Linked DNA regions of Zea mays: region 2 is linked to region 1. The links are chromatin contacts, called in public Hi-C maps. All regions are on one chromosome and are shown on one strand. The core of a region is the stretch at or near the end of the contact, and the rest is flanking DNA. Distances in the headings are between cores, read along the strand shown. Region 1 holds the start of LOC100280216 (Tobamovirus multiplication protein 2A). Region 2 holds the start of LOC100280683 (crcB-like protein).

Region 1 (5,967 bases), core at 1,729-4,228:
AGAGTTACTAATATCGATTCTTGTTGTCGATCTCTGCAGGTTGACGCCAACGGCTCTGGCCCCTGCCACAAGCAGGGGGCGAATTAGGCGATGTTGGATCTGCTAAAGACAGAGGTGCATAGTTTGCAGTTGTAGCTAGCACAAGTGCCTTGTTGGTAAACCCACGCTCCACCTAAAGATAGCTCTCTGCATTAAGGAGCTTAGTTTTATATGCATTCGGTCTGCGGTTAGTTTTAGTTATCTGCATACAAATCATGAGCAAGGTACAAAATGTATATGTTGGTTTACAAAGCGCCCACCAGAGTCTAGCATTTTATTTTAATATTGTTTTGCAAAGAGAACATTCTATTTTTATCACTTTACTGCACCCTTGAGTAAGGAACGCCAAACTACTTTAATTCAATATCATAAGAATTTGCAAAAGAAAAAGGTTCTAGTTCTCTGACTTGTGCGCCTATCAAATGGCCGTCGGCCACCACACATTTTGTAGCAAATCATGCACTCCACCGTGACGCGAGCGAGCTTATCCTGCATCGTAGTGCTACGGCACCACCCCATCTCACTGAGTCGACGTCGCCGCAGGCGCGGGTGTGCGATCACGAAAAAATGGGCAGGCATTACGGGAGCCGGCCTCTCCGGCGGTGTGACCTCGTAACTACACATAAGATTGTTTTTCTAAGATTGTTTTTCATCAAGCATTCGATATGTACACCGCTAACCTGCCTTGGAAGTGGTATCAGTATATACAGCAGCACACAACATATATAAATACTTTACACACAATTTATATAAGAAAGCAAGAAGAGTGTGTGTGTAGCTCAGGTAAGTCAACACTTGTTGTTCCATGGCAATCTTAGCAACCTATCGCATCAAAATATGTTGGTGCACATTGTTTTAGTGCGCTTTACTTTGTTGGGCATCTTGCGAAACCTCTTAGTTACTAAAGTTTATAGAAAATTATGAAACTAAATTTATATTGCAATGTTTGATATTTGATATTGTTACACACTCTATTGTGTTGTTTCTTGAATTAGGATAATCATGAGAATTATGTAAGATGACTCGAGATGAAAAATTGAAAAGATACTTCAGTGTTCTTATAGAATCATAAAACATAAATATGTTCAACTGGTTTAGACGAAATCAGGTTTGTTTTTCTATTTCTCTTGAGTCAGTTTGTTGTTCTGTTTATCTTGAGTCAGTTTGTACATCTACTTAATATTCCATTTGATATTTTGTTCTCTTATGTCTTGTGCATCTGATTCTTCAGAGGAACTTTGTGATCAATCTATTAAGTCACGAGGATAATTCGTATCGATATACCATCTCTGTAAACATACAACAGACTTATCAATATCGTTAAAAAAAGATTAGATTAGTGTATGATTGTCGATATATTTGCCTATTTTTTTAAAATTGTATCTTGATTATTTAGAAATATTTTGTGTGATATTATAACGATTTTCGACACCAATTCGTTCTATTTGAGTCGGCGTATTTATAATAATATTACATATTTATATTGTCAATATAATATTAGTGTTACGGTAATATTGTTATACAGATTTTGCATTCATAGTGATATTTGTTGTTTTGTATCTATATTTTATACCGATTTTAACTATCGTGTCAACGCACGGGCACGTACCTAGTAAGAGCTAATTTGCATCCCTTATAGCAACTCCAAGAGATTAGCTAAAATATTAGCCAAATTATATTTTATAGGAAAAGTGTAGGCTAATCCAACATACTCAGTAAACCTACAGACTGAATAGAGAGTGAAGCAGACTATCCAAAAATAGGGAGCAAAAGTAGAGGGATAGAGAGCCACTAAATCTGAAGAGTCGTTTACAAAGTCTATTAAAGACATTTTTCTTCTAATATTAGCTAAATTTACCTTTGCAAAACCATATAGCTAATTTCTTGGAGTTGCTTAGAGCTGGCTACAATTAGATGATATATCTCGTTTGGATTCCGGCTACCAAGACAATCCAATTATCCAAAATATATTTGCTCTAGTAAAACAGCTAAGAGTTATACTAGCTAAGTAGTTATTAGAGATCCACAACATGACTTAAATAAATATGGAACTGAGATTAAATTGCACAGAAGAGCTCGAATACCACCGGAGCACTTTAAAAGACTCTCTATATTCTTTCTAATTGATAAGAATAGGTATTTTTATTAAAAAAATACTCTCCAACGGTTTATTTAAATGATTATCTAAATATAGACATATTTTTATTTCAGATTTCTCCCCAACTAAAGATAAAGATAAAAATGTAAATGTCTCTCTAGAGTGCAAACACGATATATAAAAATTGTTGGAGATCGGAAAGTTATAGGAAGTGGGTTTTATATAAACGACTCTATAAATGTTGATTTAGATAGTGAAATTTAGAAAGATTTTTGGAGATGTTTCAATCACAATAACATCTAAAAATTGTTTCCCGTTTTTTTAGTTTATCGTTAGATTGCTTTCTAATTCCACTCAATTTGCAGGAACCAAACAGAACCTGAGTTTTTTTAACAGACTGCGTAAAGCTAAACTAAATCAAGGCGTCCCTGGGTGGCCGTCAAACCAAGCTTTGGGAAAAACACTAATCACGCTGACAACAGCAACACATGCCAATGACTCGCGCAGGCGACTGACTGGTTCAACAGAACAAACCGCCGAGGTGGCAGCCAGATCAGACCTTTCCTGTCGCCCGACAGCCAGCGCATATCCTCTGCGGACTGCGGCCTGCGCACGGGGGCGATGGGCGATGGCGAGCAGCCGAGCACTACCCGCCAGCATCGCCGAAGCGATAAAAAAACTCCAACTCAAATTCCTAATGCAGCCAGCCCAATCGATCTGCTCCGTCCATCGCCTCAGGCGACGGCCCTCCTCACGCCACCTGGCGGGCTCCCCCGTCGACTCCACTCCACCTCCTCCTTTCCCCCAATCCACCCTAGTGATCTTATTTTATTCACGCGCAAAAACCTAAAAAAGATTTAGAAACGGAAGAACAAACAGCAAGCGAAGCATCGCCAGGTAATCAACTCGTCCTCCTGTCCTTCTTCCCCACACCCGCCGCGCGAAATTCGGCGCGATTCGGGCGGGATTCGTTGGAATTCCCCTGAGAATCGGAGCGTTCTTTTGGACTTGGTAGATTGGTATATCGATCGATTGATCGGTGGCGGAGGAAGGGGAGGACGGGGGGCAGATGGCGGCGTGCCGGGGCTTCTTCGAGTGCCTGCTCAGGCTGCTCAACTTCATCCTCACCGTCGCCGGCCTCGCTATGGTTGGTTACGGGATCTACCTGCTCGTCGAGTGGATGAAGATATCCGAGGACGGCATCGGCGGGGCTTCGACGGCGGAGGTGCTCGTCTCTGGCCGGCCGTTGTTGGGGGCTGTCATTCTCGGTGACAGCTTCCTCGACAATCTACCCAAAGCATGGTGAGATGGTTTCCTTGCCTGTGGACTTTTTTTTCTGATGTATCAATACTGGTTTCGTCCATGTGATGTCGCCATTGATTATGATTTTGGATTGAGAGGAACTGCAAGGTTTGCTTAGTAGGGGTGGCAATCACAACTGTGAATGTGTGAAATATGCAATTGATAGCCAAAACACGCAGTTCCAAATTGCAGTCTGACGAAGCATTTGTTACTCGCCTTTAGATTATTGGTGAGCATGTTGGGTAGGGGGTAAATTATGTGTGGATTTGAATGTTCCAAGTATCATTGACTCTTTAGTTTGGCAACTGTGGGTTTTCTCTGTTTGTTTTTACTGCCAAGGTGATTGTGTTTCATATTTAATAGCCTCTGTTCCCTGCAGGTTTATTTATTTGTTTATTTGTGTTGGCACCATCGTCATCTTGGTGTCTCTGTTTGGCTGCATTGGAGCAGGGACAAGAAACACCTGCTGTTTGTGTTTCGTATCCTGTTATGTGCCTCTTCGGCGTCATTATGTTGTCCTCTCTAAAGAAGATTCCATTTGTCATGCACAAGACACTAAAAAGTACTTGGAATTATGCTCAACATTAATTCCAGACGGGATATTATTAGTTGCTGAACATGTGAACCAACAAAATTTTGTTTCTGTGCTACTCTGAACGCTGATCTTAATTCTTATAGAACAGCAGTAGCAGAGGCAATAAGATTATCACTATTTCTGCAGCCCAAAAAACGTTTCGTCCAAGGCACTTGGCATTTTATAATGATAGGGTCACAGTATTACACGCTTGTTTCCTTTTACTTGTAAACAAGTATGCTTTCTTGGTCATATTGTTGATCCTTGCTGAAGCTGCAGCTGCTGCATTCATTTTCTTTGACCATGGCTGGAAAGATGTGAGTATTCTATTGGGTGCTTATCTCAGGAACTAAACTACTATAATGTACCTTGCCTTACCATTTCCTTGAGTAGCTGTAGTTATCAATAGACTTCTTTTGCAGGTAATTCCAGTGGACAAAACACATAACTTTGATGTTATGTATGACTTTCTGAAGGAAAACTGGGAGATTGCAAGATGGGTCGCTCTGGGCGTTGTTGTTTTTGAGGTAGGGGATGAGACTAGTCTTACATCCTTTGATCTTAGATAAATTCAAAGGATGCTCATGTAGTCATGTGCCCTTTATTTTTCCAATACCACTAGGTATTTGTTTCTTGAACTTCTATTCCATAAGCTGCAATAACATTCGTGTAAATGTTTTCCAACTCTAAATCACATCCTCCCTTTTTAATTTGTTATCATCCTGCACTATATGTTTCGTTTGACCTGTTAATAGAATATGGAGTGATTGGCTTTTTGTCTTGAGATTCATAGATGTTTGTCCAATGCAGATCTGTTCTGCTATTATGTTTGTTGTAATCAGCTGATTATGAACAAGTTATAGCTAATTTAAAACTTACACAATAATTAATGGGTTGGGCAAGAAACTATTAGCACCTTTTTCTGATGTTTGTCAAGTATAGGTTATATGTAGGTAGTCACACCAAACGAAAACTAAAACTATGCCAACTGATTTGCAACAGGCAGTGCTCTTGCTGTTAGCTCTGGCTGTCAGGGCAATGAACAAACCTGCTGAGTATGACAGTGATGACGAAATTATAGCAATTGGCCGAAGCCCTACCATCCGGCAGCCACTGATCCATACCCAAAATGTTCCTGCCACTGGTGTTCCTGTCCCAACACTTGATCAACGTGCAAGTAGAAATGATGCCTGGAGCCAAAGGATGCGAGAGAAGGTACATTACTTGATGGATTGTTTCTGTATTATGATTATGATGTACTTTGTCTCTTCTATTGATAACAGTTATATTTGCATGTAATGCAGTATGGTCTGGACACGAGCCAGTTCACATACAACCCTTCAGACCCAAGCAGGTACCAGCAAAATGGCACGCCACGGGCTGAAGAAAGGAGTCGATGCACTATAATGTGAAGAATTCTTCATGAGGTCCTACGAGATAATAGACTTTCTTGAAGGGGCTACTGTAGTTTGGTGTTACCAGTGTTGTTCAGACTTTACACAGCGGTGTGTGGAATAGAAGAATCCCGACCATATTTTTTGTCACGCTCGATATGACTTCTCAGCAAATGCTCTATGCACCTAATTTTACTGTGAATGAGGAACTGCTAGCCGTTGACATCATCTATTTTGAATTTTTTTGGGGTTTGTTTCTTGTTGGCAATCCGCCCCCCTTTCATCCTTCTACGTAAGTTCCAGATTGTCGCTCCGTTTAATTTAGATGCCAAATGTGTGTAAGATTTGGTTGTGCCGTGAAGTGAGATGGGAATGGGAGAATCTATTTTGCTTTCAATAAGAATCAAGATGTCCAAAAGAGTAAATTGAGCTTCTTGCACAAATTTCTTCTACAATGCAAGAGTTTCTCGTGTGCCACCTCTCGCTGCTTCCCTCCCTGTTTTCTATATGTCAGCTAGGGCTAGATATCGAACCAACTCGGTTCAACTCATTTACGAGCT
Region 2 (5,967 bases), core at 2,188-4,687, 180 kb before region 1:
GTCTTGGCTCTGTATCTTGTACTTTGTTCAGGAAGTTGATGCTCTCTTTCCCATTGCACATTTAAGCCATCTGGTAAAATGTTGAATCTGGAAGTTGCAATAGGTCATTTATAATGCTTTTCCCAAACTGGCACAGAATACACTAGAGTTCCTAGCAGAAAAGAAAGCAGGAAGGTGGATGCGGCATAAACAAAGGCCCTGGCAATCTGCCCGCTTCTTCTCATTGTATACACTTCAGCAGCAAAAGTAGACACTGTGCTTAGGCAACCAAGGAAGCCGAGCTGTATTCCACTAAGAATAGTTGTTGATCGCTTTGTATCTACCTGTAAGAAAAAAAAAATGAATCAGATGTACAGGCTGATGTATGGAAGAGTCAAATACCAACTACAAATGACGAATTTGTATGAATAATTGTTTGTTCATACCGCTTTGGATGTTACAGCAAGAACTGCCATTATGCCTGCAGCAAGAACATTGGCTACCAGAGTCCCAGTGGGCAGCCATTTCAAGGATCTCTGTTTGCCAATTCCCTGGCCATTGAGCCTTGCCAGGTACCAGCGTAACCAAACACCTGGAGGTGCTACCGAGCAGCCCATCCATAGGACAGCACCATCAGCAAGACTATGCATCTTTACTACAGTCAGCACAATGCTCAAAATCCAAAAGAAAGACATCAAAATTATCATCACTGACAAAAGCACTGACTGCTTAGCCCTGGTATTCACCCTCCAGTGCTCCCAATCATACTTGTGACCTATCAAACTCTTCTCCCTGATGTATTTCAGGATCAAACTCCGTAGGCGCTCGCCCGTCTCAGCACCAACCGTAATGGACTCGTTGACAATGAACATCCCTGAAAATCAGTGTTGTTAGCCATCAGAAGGATTATTTTGTTCATATTTTTTGTTTGATAATATCTAATTTAGGAGATATTGCACTTAATCATAAAAATGATGATCAGATACCTAGTACTACGCCCGCTATAGCATATACCCAATGGCCTTTGGAAGACAAACCAACCATTTTCTGGTTCCACCCACTGAAGGTTGTAAGGCTTCCCATGTATCCAGTTGTGATTCCGACAATAAGATGGTCAGATATGTATCGTATATCAGCCTTGAAAATGATACCAAACCAGCCCATCAAGAAAGACCCAAGCTGGCCCAAGCAATTTGGCAATCAACATGAGTTAGTACATATAAAACCCCCTGTGGTTTCTCTAAATTCCTTGACTCAAACTTGAGCATAAAAATGATTGTGCATACCATATTAGATGGAAGATCAGGGTAAAGTGGGCTTTGATCTGAAGTGAGTGCCAAACAGTCTGGGCCAAACAGCTTTTGGAGCCCATACCTTGTGAATACCTGATCAGTTATGAAAAACGTAAGTGCTCCAAGGGAACCGGAATAATGCAAGATAGGTAATCATCCTCTAATAGCAATCTCGCCAGATCCTTCAATGATCTAAACGAGTAAACATCCACATGTCAATACTTGGTGTTGGCAGACATCTAGGTTGGAACAGTATGTGCTCAAAGATATAAATATAAGATTTCTCTAAATTTCAATGGTCCAGGACCTCCATTAGTAAAAGCATGAAACGGCAAGTGTTGCCACATTTACATTAGATCAGCAAAGATTATGTAACAGCTATCACAAAGACATAGAAAGAACCTTATGTGAGATTTTGGAGAGTTACCCCGAAAAAGCCAAAGACAGCTAAATGGATCATGTAAGCAGCATAGTCTAGCCTCAGAGAAAGCTTATATGGTTCAACCTACAGGCAGATGAAAGCATGGTCATGCCAGCACATATAACATAAAAAATAACCTTTCAACAATATATCAACGGAGCAACCACACGTATGAGAATGACAAGCAGCTACTCAACTCCACTACTATCTTTACCTTAGTAGATGAATCTGCTAGGACGTTAGAAATAGTGTCTTTTGTCTCCGCTGAAGATATAGGTGCTGATGCAAAATTGTCACTGGTTTGCTTTATTGCATCATCTGGAACAGGGCCAACCTTATGATGTTCAGAGATTCTTACTGTATCCTCATCAACATCGCCTTCGGGTGATAGAACTCGACCACTTTCGATGAGTTGAGCCAGAACTGAGCTATCGATGTCTCCTAGCAATTGATCCGCCGACTGAAGAGAATGCCTCATTGAGCTCAGTATGGAGTCCCCCATCTCCCTTGAGAGGCTGATGGATCCCCTTGAGCCCTGTCTGCTACTTCTCCTACTCAACATTGAGCTAGACCTACCAGCTAACTGAGGACCAGTGGAATCCATGGATGTGCTTCTCGCATAACCCAGGTGGTTCCCCTGAGAAACGTTGCTCCTATCTGAGGAGCTCTCCATTCTTTTTTAGGACTGTTTCTTCTGCTACAAAGACAGATAACAACCCTACACAAAAAGTCAATGTTATGACATGAGTCAGTAGTTTATGATTCATATTTTTCCTTTCTTTTCTTCCATTAAAATCCACAGTCCATATAAATTCTGGAAGCACGGGAACCAAACAATGGGTAGGACAAAAAGATAGGATTTGGTACGTTTTTGTAGGTATCTGGACAAATCACATCACAGCTCTGAAGATCGAGGAGACTGCAGCAACATTTTTTTTCCTTCAGTCAAATCAAATAGCTCACAGTACATGTACATCACTGTTCTCCAAGCTTCAAAATAGAACTTTTATGAAAGAAAAAAAATGGGAACCATCCGGAGTACCCGAAAGGGACAGGAAACTTTTCCGGGAACACATATGGCACACGCGAAAAAAATTGTAGGAGCGAGAAAGTACACGTAACGAAGACCAGAAACAAATAATTAGTTTAATCAAAAGTAAGGCTGGAAAAGAAGAAAAATAGAAACACGTCTGAACCCGTGACAGCGCCGTTGAAGCGAGGGAAACAAGTGGCGTCTTCTGATTAGACTGCTACTGAATTGAATAGACTAAAAGAACAGTATCGATCCCACTAAAGGTGACTGCCTTTGACATCTCGATACCAATTGTTTGATTGTTAGTAACCAACTGGTCTAGTCTAATCGCGATGCTAATTGTTAATTAACAAGTAACCTAATATAATCAGTGCCTGGTGCCTTTTAGCTCTAAAGGTTCCATGGTCAAGTAAGGTGGGAGGAAGATCAGCACGACGCCACACCTACCCAGTCTCGATGTTTGCATCTGTCTCCCTCCGTCTCTTGTTCATCCATGCATGGAGATGAAGAGAATGGGCCAGAGGACGAGGAGATCTGAGAGATTTTCGGAGCAGCAGGATGCACAGGAAAGAGGAGACAACCGGAAAGACGAGCTCCAAGAATTACCTGGCTGGGATTTGGGAAGTCGATGGGGAGGGAGGATGGAGGAGGCGACTGACGAGGCGACGGTGGGCGGCGCGGCCAGGCTTTCTCTCTGTCTCCTTGGTCCTCGTCCACGTACAGGGAAGTAGTTAGGCAGAGAAATGTTTTAGTGCTGCCTGTCTTCAGGGAAAAAAAGACTGACCGTACCTGTAATGATTCGCCAAACCGTAGTCCGTATGCATTAAAAATAAGCGAAAAATGTTAAATGGTGGAATTAGCCGAAAGAAAAACATTAAAATTAACTCGTCATGCCTAAGATTTTGAGGTCCGTAAAAAGGTGTGAACTTTATTAACAATCAAAAGACTACTCGGTACCGTATAGGTGTAATTACATAATTTATCTACATTATAGAAAAGGAAAAGAATTAAAAATAATTGTCAAGTGGGATGATACTGTTTTTTCGTGTGTATGGTTGGACGTATAAAGACGATGGAAGGATATAATCATATTTTCTATAGTGTTTAGATGAAATTTATGTGGGGTGGAGTAAACACCAAAGTAATTTTTGGTGATAGCATTGTACCAAAAAATCGATAGGACGATATTACCCTGGCTTACCCTACTTTGACCTTAAACCAAACTCTATTCAATTCAGCAGCAGCCTAATCAGAAGACGCCACTTGTTTCCCTCGCTTTAACGACGCTATCACGGATTCAGAGACATGTTTATATTTTCTTCTTTTCTAGCCTTATATTTTATTAAACTAATTATTTGTTTCTGGTCTTCGTTACGAGTTCTTTCTCGCTCCTACAATTTTTTTTCACGTGTGCCATATGTTCTCGAAAAGGTTTCCTGTCCCTTTCAGGAACTCCGGATGGTTCCCATTTTTATTTCTTTCATAAAAGTTGCATTTTGAAGTTTGGAGAATATTGATGTACATGTATTGTGAACTATTTGATTTGATTACAAAATATATCTATATTATAGATCATCCTACACGGTTGTGAAGATAATTTCAAAAATTCTCACAACTAGACTACAACAAGAGATTCACAAACTCATCCACTTGAATCAGACAGGCTTCCACAAAGGCTGATTTATTTCTGAAAATTTTGTCTACGCACCGGAGCTTATCCAATATTGTCATAAGAGGAAGGGCATGTTTGGTTTGATGCCTAACTTGTCACACTTTGCCTAACTTTTCTGTCTAAGGTTAGTTCTTCAATTCGAACGACTAACCTTAGGCAAAGTGTGGTACATTTAGCCACAAACCAAACAGCCCCGAAAACCCCCGCTACTGCGTTGAAGCTGGACTTTGCAAAAGCCTTCGATACTATCCACTGGGATGCCTTACACACTGTGTTGCGCGTCAGAGGATTTAGTGACCGCTGGATGTGCTGGATAGATCAGCTCTTGTCCGATGAATGGTTGCCCTGGCCCCTAGTGGCAGTGTGGTAGAGGCCTCCAGCAAGGCGACCCGTTGTCTCCCTACTTGTTTCATACTGGTTGCAGATATTCTGCAAGCCCTGATCAAAAGCGACGGCCGAATTGGATACCCTCTGACATCTTTCGGTCCTGTGCTATTTTGCAATACACATATGACACACTAATTGTTCTGAAGGAGGACCCTATGGACGTTGCCTCCCTTAAATCCACCTTAGACAACTTTAGCTCTATGATTGGACTTTGTATAAATTAGCACAAAAATGTCTTAGTCCCTATGAACATGGATGAAGTAGTTGTGCAGCAATGTGTTGAGATTCTTGGATGCAGAAACGTGGGTTTCCCACAGTCATACCTTGGTCTACCCCTCTCCCCATCCAAAACCAGATTGTCTTCCTTTAGTCCCCTCGTAGAGAAATTTGATAGGTACCTGGCTAGATGTCAAGCGGATCTTTTAAATCTTATGGGGTGCCTTGTCCTAATCAACTCAGTTTTGGACAACAGCCTTATCTACTTAATGGGGTCCTTGCAACTGCTCCCGGGGGTCGTGAAGGCAGTGGATAGCAAGCGTCGGGGACAAGTCTGTTATGCAAAAGATGATGGTGGTCTCGGTGTCACTCACATAAATACAAGGAACACATTCCTACTCTTCAAGCCGATCCATAAATAATTCCCCTAAACCACCAACCCCCCCTTCCACAACAAAAGGAAGACGAGGACTTCGCACAACCACGTATTCGAGGTGTCATCCACATGATCACTGGAGGGTCCAACACGGATTATGCCAATAAAATACAGAAAAAGATCACTATCAGAAGGTTAATCATGTCACCATCACTGGACCCGTCACCCAGACGATGTGGTCTCATGTCCCCATAACTTTCGACATAAGGGATGTCGATCTTTGTAGCGCTTCGCATACCGATGCAATGGCTACACAATGCAACGTGATAGCATGGGAATTGCATAAGGTCCTCGTTGATAATGGTAGCTAGGCATACATTATTTTCCTGCACGCCTTCGACCGCATTGACTGCATGGGCATCAATCACAACTCCTCCAACTACCGGACAACCCCCTCTACACCTTCGATGGAAAAGGAACATTTCCTTGGAAAAAATAGAACTACCATTATTCCTTGGGTCAGCCCCTAATGTGAGGCCTGAAGAAGTGACATTCGACATAGTGGACATGGTTTACCCCTACAACGCCATC

What was found. Hi-C and Micro-C count contacts between places; a contact is called where the count stands out from the background.
Region 2: a Hi-C map of ear shows a contact between it and region 1, with 2.2 times the contacts expected there. The contact joins the promoter of LOC100280683 here to the promoter of LOC100280216 in region 1. A contact is called at or near these places in 2 of 25 Hi-C or Micro-C datasets (ear and tassel).

What each region holds. Positions count from the first base shown.
Region 1 is chr9:118,664,424-118,670,390 of Zm-B73-REFERENCE-NAM-5.0, reverse strand. LOC100280216 (Tobamovirus multiplication protein 2A) reads left to right here and starts at 2,978. Exons shown (of 7, transcript NM_001153147.1): 1 at 2,978-3,034; 2 at 3,153-3,439; 3 at 3,819-3,918; 4 at 4,250-4,330; 5 at 4,436-4,540; 6 at 5,016-5,228; 7 at 5,318-5,563. The coding sequence starts at 3,207. The coding sequence ends at 5,425.
Region 2 is chr9:118,845,707-118,851,673 of Zm-B73-REFERENCE-NAM-5.0, reverse strand. It overlaps LOC100280683 (crcB-like protein), which reads right to left and starts at 3,437. Exons shown (of 8, transcript NM_001153602.1): 1 at 3,332-3,437; 2 at 2,560-2,682; 3 at 1,907-2,410; 4 at 1,699-1,776; 5 at 1,266-1,364; 6 at 966-1,158; 7 at 426-853; 8 at 1-323. The coding sequence starts at 2,365. The coding sequence ends at 105.